Regions from separate parts of the Pan troglodytes genome. Here region 1 is linked to region 2. The links are chromatin contacts, called in public Hi-C maps. All regions are on one chromosome and are shown on one strand. The core of a region is the stretch at or near the end of the contact, and the rest is flanking DNA. Distances in the headings are between cores, read along the strand shown.

Region 1 (5,285 bases), core at 1,658-4,157, 330 kb before region 2:
TAATATGATGGATGTAAGTAACATTTCCACAAAAAGAATTTATTTTAAAATGTTTACTTTGTTATGCTTTGGAATATTTAACTCAATAGATTCGGCCTCTTTGAATAATTAAATCTAAGTCACTTAGAAGATAATTTCTGTAAAACTATAACTTGCATGTGTGTGTATACTTTTGGAAATGCTTTAAAAAACTGAGATTTTTAAACTCTATGTCTGAGAAATAAAAAGCATCCTTTACATTTTGAAAAAAAATTAAACATTTTCAATCATCAGAGTTCAACTAAATTTCACAAACTGTAAGCCTGATTATTTGAGTCATGGCAAATGCAATAGAGAACTTTCAAAGTATATTATATTAGGGAGATTAGCTTAGTATTTTACATATATAACTCATATAATCTTCTTAATAACCCAAGAAGAGAAGTCATTGGTCCATATCACATAGTCTAACTGATGGAGCTGGTATTTTAAACCCAAGAAATCTGACTCCAGAGCCAAGCATGGCATATGTATAAATATGGTGAAAAGTAAGATAACTTACATAAAGTATATTTTAACAAGAAAAGGGAAAAATTAAGGTTAAGTGGGGGTGTTGTGAAAGATCCTTATTAAACAGGCCTAGACTGGACTATTTAGCCTAGGTGGATCAATCTACAAAATGTTACTGATATAAAACTTGTATACAGATATACAAGTCAACCCATGGTCTACAACAATGGACAGGGGAAGCTGCTGTAGATAGCAGGGTTGTGGATGATGCAAAGAATGCATGATTGCATTTCACATAAAAATAGATTAAAATAACTCTTCGAGTATTGCACAGCATCTTAATAAAAGGATACAAGTTATACAGTATATAAAACAGGTGACAGTGCCCTCTGGAGGATGCTACTGAAATTTGGCATCAGCTACCTATTCAAGAATGCTGCAGGTAAAATTGACATTCTTTCATGTATCAGAATCAGTGTGCTTCGAAAAATACAAGTGCAATGAAAGAACTGTTCACACTGGTTCTTCAAACTTGTCCTCAAAAGGCAGGCTTTGTAGTACTACCAGATTAATGCAAGGATATAGATGGGGTAGTATTGGTTTTTATAATTACAGGAGAGATAGGTTGCAATAATCTAATTTATGAAAAGTGTTATCAATTGGTTACTAAGAATTTCAACCAAAAATATTTTATTAACATGTAGCCATCCAAAACTGTAGCAAATCAGGAACTGCATTTGACCAAAGATTTTAAATATGCTACCATCATTTGTATCAGCTACCGTTCTGCTTATCATGTTATGACTTCTGACAGCAGGAACGGAATGCCCAGTGTAAGTGTTTTGTGAATCTCTTAATTTAGTATTTGGTCTAGAACCTTTATGTTCACTATGGAAATGGCTCTCTGGCTCTTCATATTGTCCCTTTGACACACATACACAGACACAGAGAGAGATACTGTGTACAATTACTTCCGGAAACCTGATATCAAAGAAGGTTTGCAATCAAAATACAAATCCCTAGGGAAAAAAAGTGCAAAAAGAAAAAAGAGAGAGAAGACACATCAGAAAGACCAGAGAATCAGAGATTCCACTTCAGATAAAGTACCAGAAGTTAAGAAAGCAAGAAAACAGACTCTAAAGCTCAAATTAATTTTATTTTCTAAAGTCACAGTAATTTCTGTGTCACCACCATGCTAGAATAAATTAATAAACTACCTTGAAATTACAAATCATTCATTAATATGCTGGCTTACTTCCTAAAAAATCTAACTGGTTATTCGTATATCTGCTAGGCCATAAAAGAAATATAAATAAAATGAATAAAAATAAAATACTTAGGGGACTCTCCAAAACTTGATAGCTTGAGATTAAACCTGAGGCAGAGAAGTCAGGGTCCAAAAGTCACTGCAGGTCCTATGTTACTTGTGTTTCAACTTGGGAAAATTGATAAATACATAAAAGTAACTAACTTTATCTCCCTCCTCCTGAAAAGGAAAGACAGCTATGTGAATCTTATATTTATTTTCCCAAGAAATGACTCCAAGCTTATTAAAATAACCAATTAATTAATTTAGAGATTCTTGGTATTGTTTGTTAAAACACCAAATTATATTACTAACAACACTCACATTTTTGTCTGTTTCACTGCTTAGTACTTTAGAATAACTCTAGTGCACAAACGTGGTAGTAATGTATTATCCCACATATATTAAATCATTATTACATTTTAAAAATCTAGATAAAATACATAAAATTGAAAGTTGTTAGCCTCCTAGCATAAGAAAACACAGAAATGTCAATCAATGAAAAATGAAATCAATATTCTGTGTCTGTTGAATGCATTCTTCTTGCTGATAATTACACTTAAAAAAATGAAAAGGGAGAAAGCCATAATACCTTGTTGTCATAGGATATTTATGCTTAAAGAAATATGGGATATAAAATTTATAATATATAAATGCAAAAAAGCCACAGTTATAGTATTAAAATGTGTGCCCACAGACATGTGTATACCTTTTGACTTTTCTCTGCACAGCTTTGTATAAAAATCCCAGAGTCCACTTTGTTAATCCTGAGAATGCCTGGCTTTCTGCATAACCTGCTAATTTCTTTCCAGCCCCCTAAAATGTGGCATCTGTTATATTGAATGAACCCTCTCCTCATTGTGTATTAATGGTAGGCACCACTATTATTTACTTACTTACTTACCTATTTATGTATTTAAATAAACAGAAGTTGTCCCTAAGAGATTGCCACTTTTAGGCATAAGTTACACCAGAAGCTGCCATCTTCTCTCCTTTCTCTCATCATTAGATATCCTTAGAGAAAGGTAAACTACTTCCAGCCAGCTCCATTTTCTCAGCTCCCATTTAATTTTAAGTCCCTTACACTTTAGCCTATGCCTTTACCATGACAAAGCAATTGCCTTGAAGGCTTACAGTGATCTCCTTTGTAAACTCAGTAACTGCTCAGCCTCATCCTCCTTTAACCTCCTGAAAATATTAACTAAAGAACTTCTACACAGCAAAAGAAACTATTATCAGAGTAAAGAAACTATTATCAGAGTGAACAAACAATCTACACAATGGGAGAAATTTTTGCAATCTATCCATGTGACAAATGTCTAACGTCCAGCATCTACAAGGTACTTAAACAAATTTACAAGAAATAAACAAACAAAAAACCCCCTTAAAAAGTGAGCAAAGGGCAACATGAACAGAGAGTTCTCAAAAGAAGACATTCATGCAGCCAACAAACATATCTTAAAAACCTCAACATCACTAATCTTTAGAGAATACAAATCAAAACCACAATCAGATAGCATCTCACACCAGTCAGAAAGGCTATTACTAAAAGTCAAAAAACAACAGATGCTGGGGAGGTTGTGGAGAAAAAGGAACACTTTTCCACTGTTGGTGGGAGTGTAAATTAGTTCAACCATTGTGGAAGACAGTGTGGCAATTCCTCAAAGACCTAGAGGCAGAAATACCATTTGACCCAGCAATCCCATTTCTGGGTATATACCCAAAGGAATATAAATCATTCCATTATAAAGATACATGCACGCATATGTTCATTGAAGCACATTATTTTATGCCAGATGCTATGGTTTGAATAGTTGTCCCCTCCAGAACTCATGTTGAAACTTAATCCCTAGGGTAACAGTATTACGAGATGAGGTCTTTAAGAGTTGATTGGGTTAAAGAAGCTCTGCCCCCATGAAAAAAATCCATTCACGGATTCATGAATTAATGGATTAATGCATTATCAAGAGAGTGAGTTGGTTATCATAGGAATGGGCCATTATATAGGCTAGTTTGGCTGTCTCCTGTGAGCCCCTCAGAATGTGATACCCTGTGCTGCCTTGGGACTCTGCACCAGCAAAAGGCCCCTCACCAGATGTAGCCCCTCAACCTCTGACTTTCCAGCCCCTAGAACGATAATAAATATGTTTCTTTTCTTTATAAATTACCCAGTCTCAAGTATTCTGTTAAAGGAACAAAAAATTGAACAAGACATCAAACTTTACAGTAATTCCTTTATGCACATTATTTTGCTGAAAACAATCTCTTTTTTTATGTTATCCACCACTGATTACCTGCATTTTTCATATGGTAGCTTTTACACTTTACTATACATCACATTTATTTTTGTGCAATTGTCTCTCCCTAAAGAGTAAAATTTTTGAGTTTGACTTCGATATCTAATCCTTCCCCAATGCTTCCCACAGGACCCCAAAGAAACTAAGTTAGGAGTTAACTTACAAGACTCCCTTTTCTTGAAACGATCTGCATAAACGATTCATAAATATAAAATACACACACACACCCATATAGACACACACGCATGATAGTTTTCATAAATTATTGCAACACTGTTCGTCAAAAAAATCAAATATTCTCCATGTCAATGTAATTAACAGTCATTAATACAGCATGCAAAGATCAAAAAGAGATTGGAGAATTCTACTGGGAAAAAATATATGATTGTTCTTTATAACAAGAGTATCTGACTCACTGCTGTTACTCTAATTTGATGACTAGAAGGAAAAGCATTGCTTGACTTTGCTATCCTCCTATCTTATCTAGAAAACAGGGATGAGAGAAAATGACAATCAATCAAACATATGAATAAAAATCAAGCCTTGAATCATGCTCATTCAAATGATATGAATGAGTGCTCTGCATTTCTACATTACTGAGGCTGCACACTCAGCCGATGAAAACCACAGTGCCCTAACTCACTGCATACTTTGTCGATCAGAAACACTAGTATCTTGCTGCAGAGGGAATGCTGCCTGGATTCACATGATTACCTTTTTGATTAACTTTCCTACTCCCATTGCTACAATTTGTCCCCTGTTGCACACAACTCTCTTGAAGGAAAAAATATTTCACTTCTATGAACAGAAAACTTTTTAAAATTCTTGGTTTATTTTATGCCCCTTGGATGACATTTATTCCTCAGAAATAGTAAAAGTTGCTTTTATAAAGCAGCATTATTTTTTTAAAAAATAACCCAAGCCAGTTGGTGGCATTTCTGCATCTTCATCATAAAGAGCATATTGATTGGATGAAAACGCTACATAAACAAATTGCAACAGCCTGTTTGAGGGGAAATTGCCCTGCCCTAATGAAAATGTAAATAACTAGCAAAGCAATGCCAACTGAAACAATGGTCTAGTTGGGGACAATTCTTTTCTTTGTAGGACTGCTCAATGCAAGGGGGTGGGGGGTAACTTTAACTGGCCTTCTGTGTCGTGCTCCTTCAGGATTTTGCTTAGAATTGCATGAC
Region 2 (4,989 bases), core at 129-2,628:
CGACTCTGCTCATGCAGCGGGGGAGCCAGTCAACAGATCGAGAATGAAAAATCCCCCGGCACGTCGCTTCGGGCACGGTGCAGCGGAGACTACTCGCGTCACAGAGCGGTCAGTGTCAGGGTCCCCCCGGAGCGCCAAAGAGAAGCCCGAGCCATCTTCAGAGACGCCCAGAGTCAGTCCCTTCTCACCCCGGAGAGCGCGGGTTTCTCTTTTTTCTTAACAACTCTGCGCAAGGTCATTAGTCACGAAGCAGCCGCCTGAAACCGCAGCAGCCTTTCGCCCACGGGGGCGAAGGCTGAGCAGTGCGCACCGTGCGGTGCCCAAGTTTGGGTTCGCAGCCGCAGAGTCCGTGCCTTTTCTCACCTGCATTCGGCCCGCATGTCGGAGCAGTGGGATCTGCAGCGCTGTGCGCGATTCAGGGAGGAGATTGCAGCCTCTCTCTCCCCGCTCTCTCTCGATCCCTCCCCTCCCTCCCTCCCTTTCTCTCTCCTCCCTCCTCTCTCTCCTCCCTCCTCTCCTTTCCCCTTTCCCCCTCTCCCACTCGCTCTCTTGCACGCTCTCTCTCCTTCCTCTTAGTCCCAATGCAGGGAACTCAAGCTGAACTTGATCCCTTTGCAGTTCAAAGGTGAGCAAACCAGGCTCGGAGCACAGGCGACGTTAGCCGGCGAAAGCGCACGGCCGGGCGTCCCCAACGGCAATTAACAAAGATGCCCAATTCTGTCTGGATTTCCGAAGAAAAGCCAAAGGCTTTCGGGCGGGGGTGGAGGGGGAGGTGGAGTCAGAGACAGCTGCCAAGTAGCTTAAAAAAAAAAAATCCAGTTTGCCAAGGGGAGAAAAAGTGTCAGTCGGTTGTGGCCTCGGAAGTGCCCTGGCACGGCTGGTGAATTCCGCAGTTGTCTCGTCCCTTTTCGCGTCTGGGAGAGTCTGGTGCGGGCGCTCCCGCCGCCCCTCGGGCTGCAGCGGCTCGGAGACACTGAACCGCTAGTGGGAATCTCCCGTTCGCTACCCGCGAGCAGGAAACCCGCAAGTTGCCCAAAGTGGTGGTTGCTGCTGGGTGCTCGCTTGCTCACGGATCAGGCTTGTCCCTGACGCTGCTGCTGCAGCGGCGGCGGCAGTAGCAGCCGAGCCGCCGAAACTACACACTAGGAGAGAGCGAGGGAGGAGGGCCCGGGGTAAGGAGGCGGGAGGGAGCGTCAGCCAGCCGCCGCGCTCGGGAAAGCCCAGCCTCAGCTCCAGGGGCCGCTCAAAGTGTGCCCAATCCCAGCCAGTCCTCTTTAAGCCAAAGCCCAGTCCCCCTCCCCAGCAAGTACCGCCGTCTTCTCTGGGGGACTTGTTTTCCCTCCCTCGGGCTGGTAAATTTCCTCCTCCCTTGACTAATGCCCAGTTCACGCGTGAGAGCTTTCGGAGCTGGTGTCAGGATAGGTTTCTCCTTCTCCCTCCCTCTCAGACGACGTCCTCCTCCCCCCGGAAAGTGTCTCCGGTTCGCGATTTAGCATCTTGGTTAGGACATGGTTATCGGGGTCCTGGGGAACCTACGAGCGCCCAGAAAGCCACTCTGTTCTGAAAAACCATGACGGGCTGCAGTAGTGAAGAGAGAACATCAAACTCCAGAGAGCGGGAGAAAGATCCTTTTTTGGGAGCTCAGACTTTGGATGGTTGCGGGGGGCAGGGGCGGCGTTGGGTGGAGGGGGAAGGATGTCTGTCTTTGTTTAAATGCTTGACATTCCTGTCGTCGTGCTTGCTTGCGGGGGTAGACCGTGTGTGCGCGCCTGGGGAATAAACACATGTTGGAAACCTCGGTATTATTTTCTGAGCAGAAACCTGCAGCCTTTAGTAACTGGCAAAGTGTAGCGTCACCTATCTGGATAAAAGGGAAATAAACTTTAATGGCAACTTTGTGTACCAAAGTGTCCCCAGCTTTCCCATCTCTCCTTTTGACTTTGTGTCCCTTGACTGTCCCTATTTCCCGAAGCAAGGCTTCTCCAATTTTCATTCACGACCACCGCAGCCGGCCTCATCAGATCTCAGGTCTGGTTGTGTTTTTGAACTGAGCCATTTACTCATTTATTTCAGTGGCTGTAAACGAAGAGGCCCGGCTAGGATTAAGAGGACTGAGGCGGACTGTAGGTATTTGGGGAGAATTTTTACCATCTCGAAAGAGAGAAAGGGCCGCTGCTGGGATTTGCTTAGTCTTCAGCTCGCCTGACGTATCCATATACATTTAAGGGCCTCCCCTTAAAGAAAAATTTAAAGCCGAAAAAATAAAATCTGTCCGGTGTGGGTATTCTTTACGAGACCTGGGTGACGAGGCAGAATGATTTAAACAAGACAAACACCAATAAAGTCAACGAGCAGATGTAGCGCGCGGTTGTTTGGGCGGGCGCAGGAACAGGAATGAGGAGGGAGAGGCGGCAGAGATTTCCAAGCTCTCCCTACAGGGGATCGTAGATGCCCGTTGGATGGAAGGGTGTCTAAGTGTGTGTCAGGGAGCTGGCGAGTATTTTCCAGTCTGTGAAAGTAGCATCACCCCAGGGGTGGTGGCTCCTCCTCCGAGGCCAGGGCAGGGAACCCGGCCTTCCCGCTAACCCTCCCGCTGCTGGCACCCGAACCTCTCAGCTCTGTATCTGCAGCATCAGCGAGAAAAGCCCCGCGCGCAGGCTCAGTGCGCACCGCCGCAGTTTCGAGCCGGGGGCGGGGGTGGGCTCCGCAGCGCCTTCGCGGCCGGCTAAGTGGCAGTAAAGCCAAATCCCTCTTACATTTGGCAAGAACCTGGGTTTATCGGAACGCCTGCCTCCCTCCAAACCTCCGACCCTGGTTCCCCTTTTTCCCAGGTTGGAGGCAAATGGGAGAAGCCGTCTCCACTCCGCGGTCTTGCGCCGTGCATTCCGATGCGCGGCAATATGGTGCAGTGCACTCACTCCCCTCATCGCCTTACTAAGATTTTGCAAACTTCAGGCAGCCGCGTGGGCAGAAACGTTGTGCACTCCCTCGTCCCTCTCCAGACCATAAACTTGAATAAGCCTCTCCGCATCTTCAAAGCATTTGCCCGCGGCTCTGGCGCGCACTCTCCAGGCTCACACTTGAGGGGGGCGCGAAGGAGTGGGCGGCTTTTCCTCAGCGCGCTGCACATTTCTTCCCGGATGACTAGGGAGTTGCAGCGCGTCCTTCACAGTGGAGTGGTTTCCTCTTTGCGAGCGGGAGGAAGTCTCCAGCCCGCCCTCCTCACTCTCATTCCTACCAACTTCGCGGCGGAGCCAAGCCAGCGTGGGAAATGGGTCCGACGTGTGCTGCATGGAGAACAGCGAGGACAGACTGCGGGGGCCAAGAAGCCTGCTGGCTTTGCTCCCACCCCCATCAGTCCCAGGCTCCGACCTTTCTGCCAGAGCAGCAAAGAAGTGGCGGCGGCTTTGCCCTGCAGCGCCGTTCTGGGCAAGCAAAGGAAATGGGCGGGGTAGGGGTACGGGGGAGGTGAGAGGAGCCCTCGGGGCGCCCTTGCGGCGGCTGGAGCTCCCAGTCCTCTTCCGCCCCCTCTCTAGGGGCTGACACTCTCCTCTCGCCGGCGCAGAGGATGAATGAAGAGAGAAGCAGTTTCTCCCACCCCCGCCCCATTTCCGCAGTCTTACAGCCAGTGTCACAAGTGCTCAGCAATTTCATTAAATGGAACCGGGAGACTTAATCCCCCCCGGTACCAGACCTCACCGAGGGAATGTGATATCCGGCTTCGCTCCCACCCACCAACCCCGCCCGGCTTCTCAGACCTGAGGCTGCATTTATCTACTCAACCTGAGAGGAAAGGGTTCAGAAGGAAATGGGATCGAAAGTGTAACCGCCTGCAATAAATTAAAGAGGCTGCTGCTGCTGCTGCTGCTGGTGCTGCTGCTTTGGCGCCCAGAACTGGAGAGAGAAAATGAGATCAGTGTCCTAAAGCTTGCATCGATCAGAGTGATTAGACGTCATCGCATGTAGGAAGCAAAATGTTTGAGGGAATGTTGAAATGGAGATTTCTGTTTTTTCTTTAGTGGCTTTTTAAAAAAGAACAATAAAAGGAAATACCCCTTTGAAACCAAGATGTAAAAAATGAAATTGATTAAAATATAAATATCATCCCGTTCTAATATGCATTTAATAAAACCTTGACAAACGATTCATTTTCTGTGCCAGAAATCTTACCCTAAACTTAAAATATTCAGTAGATTTTTTTTTTTTAATTTACCTACTAACCTCGCTTGCTTAAACCTGTTTTGCCGTTAAGAAATTTCAGTGGCTGAACTGAAAAATAGCATTCAGGGTCCCTGATGTAGTTCAAGCCTCAAGAAAAGACAGTAAGAGAAGTAACTACAACAAAAGTTTATGGTTAAGAATACAAAGTAGATGCTGGAGATGTGATCTCAGGGGGCCTTTCATTTATAATAGACGCTGTATTCACAATAATATGAGAAAAAGGTTAAATACAGTAAACACGATAGCCAGTTCTGGAAAGATAAAAACAGTTTGACAGAAAAGGAGAAAGTAACTCAAGAACTCCACCAAGGGACAAACAGAGGAAATGACACTCGGATATCTCTAAATCCATTGACCTTTCATCTTTTTAAAAAGGGTCTTCTATCTGTAGACGTGTTTTCTAGGCCTTTATGATCAACCATTTCTCTAACCCCTTTCGCTAAATTTGATACTTCAGTCTTCCTTTTCTAAATAATTACTACAAACGATTGTCCTTTAAACATATATTACTTGAAAGAGTAAACATATCTATGCATAACTATTCCAAGTATGATTCTGATCCTTGAGACTATGAGAAACTTTAGATATATTTTACAGCCTTAAATCCATGCTTGTAGTATTAACATGTTTAGTAGACTGAAATGACTAAATTATTCATTGCAATAACAGCCTTTTTGATAGACATTAAAACTCAGCAGTTTAAATAAGGAAACCACAGATTTCCTTTTAAGCAGGTAATAACTGCTTGCATCAGTGGTTAATTGGTTT

What was found. A called contact is a pair of places that touch in the nucleus more often than the background predicts.
Region 1: a Hi-C map of induced pluripotent stem cells shows a contact between it and region 2, with 2.1 times the contacts expected there. The contact joins the enhancer-like site here to the promoter of PCDH7 in region 2. A contact is called at or near these places in 2 of 7 Hi-C or Micro-C datasets (induced pluripotent stem cells and stem cell-derived neural progenitor cells) and 1 of 1 datasets of contacts at active chromatin or transcription factors (stem cell-derived excitatory neurons).

What each region holds. Positions count from the first base shown.
Region 1 is chr3:31,470,558-31,475,842 of NHGRI_mPanTro3-v2.0_pri, reverse strand. All of the region lies in intron 3 of PCDH7 (protocadherin 7), which reads right to left. Among named protein-coding and RNA genes, the nearest start is that of PCDH7, 330 kb to the right of the region's middle. Within about 2 kb of position 2,907, at least 1 of the 24 cell types and tissues checked has an H3K27ac peak or open chromatin away from gene starts, as enhancers often do. A contact at or near this core is called in induced pluripotent stem cells, where this site is marked.
Region 2 is chr3:31,140,107-31,145,095 of NHGRI_mPanTro3-v2.0_pri, reverse strand. PCDH7 (protocadherin 7) reads right to left here and starts at 1,378. Exons shown (of 4, transcript XM_009447470.4): 1 at 1-1,378. LOC129143707 reads left to right here and starts at 535. Exons shown (of 2, transcript XM_054682824.1): 1 at 535-625; 2 at 1,448-4,221. The coding sequence starts at 2,889. The coding sequence ends at 3,455.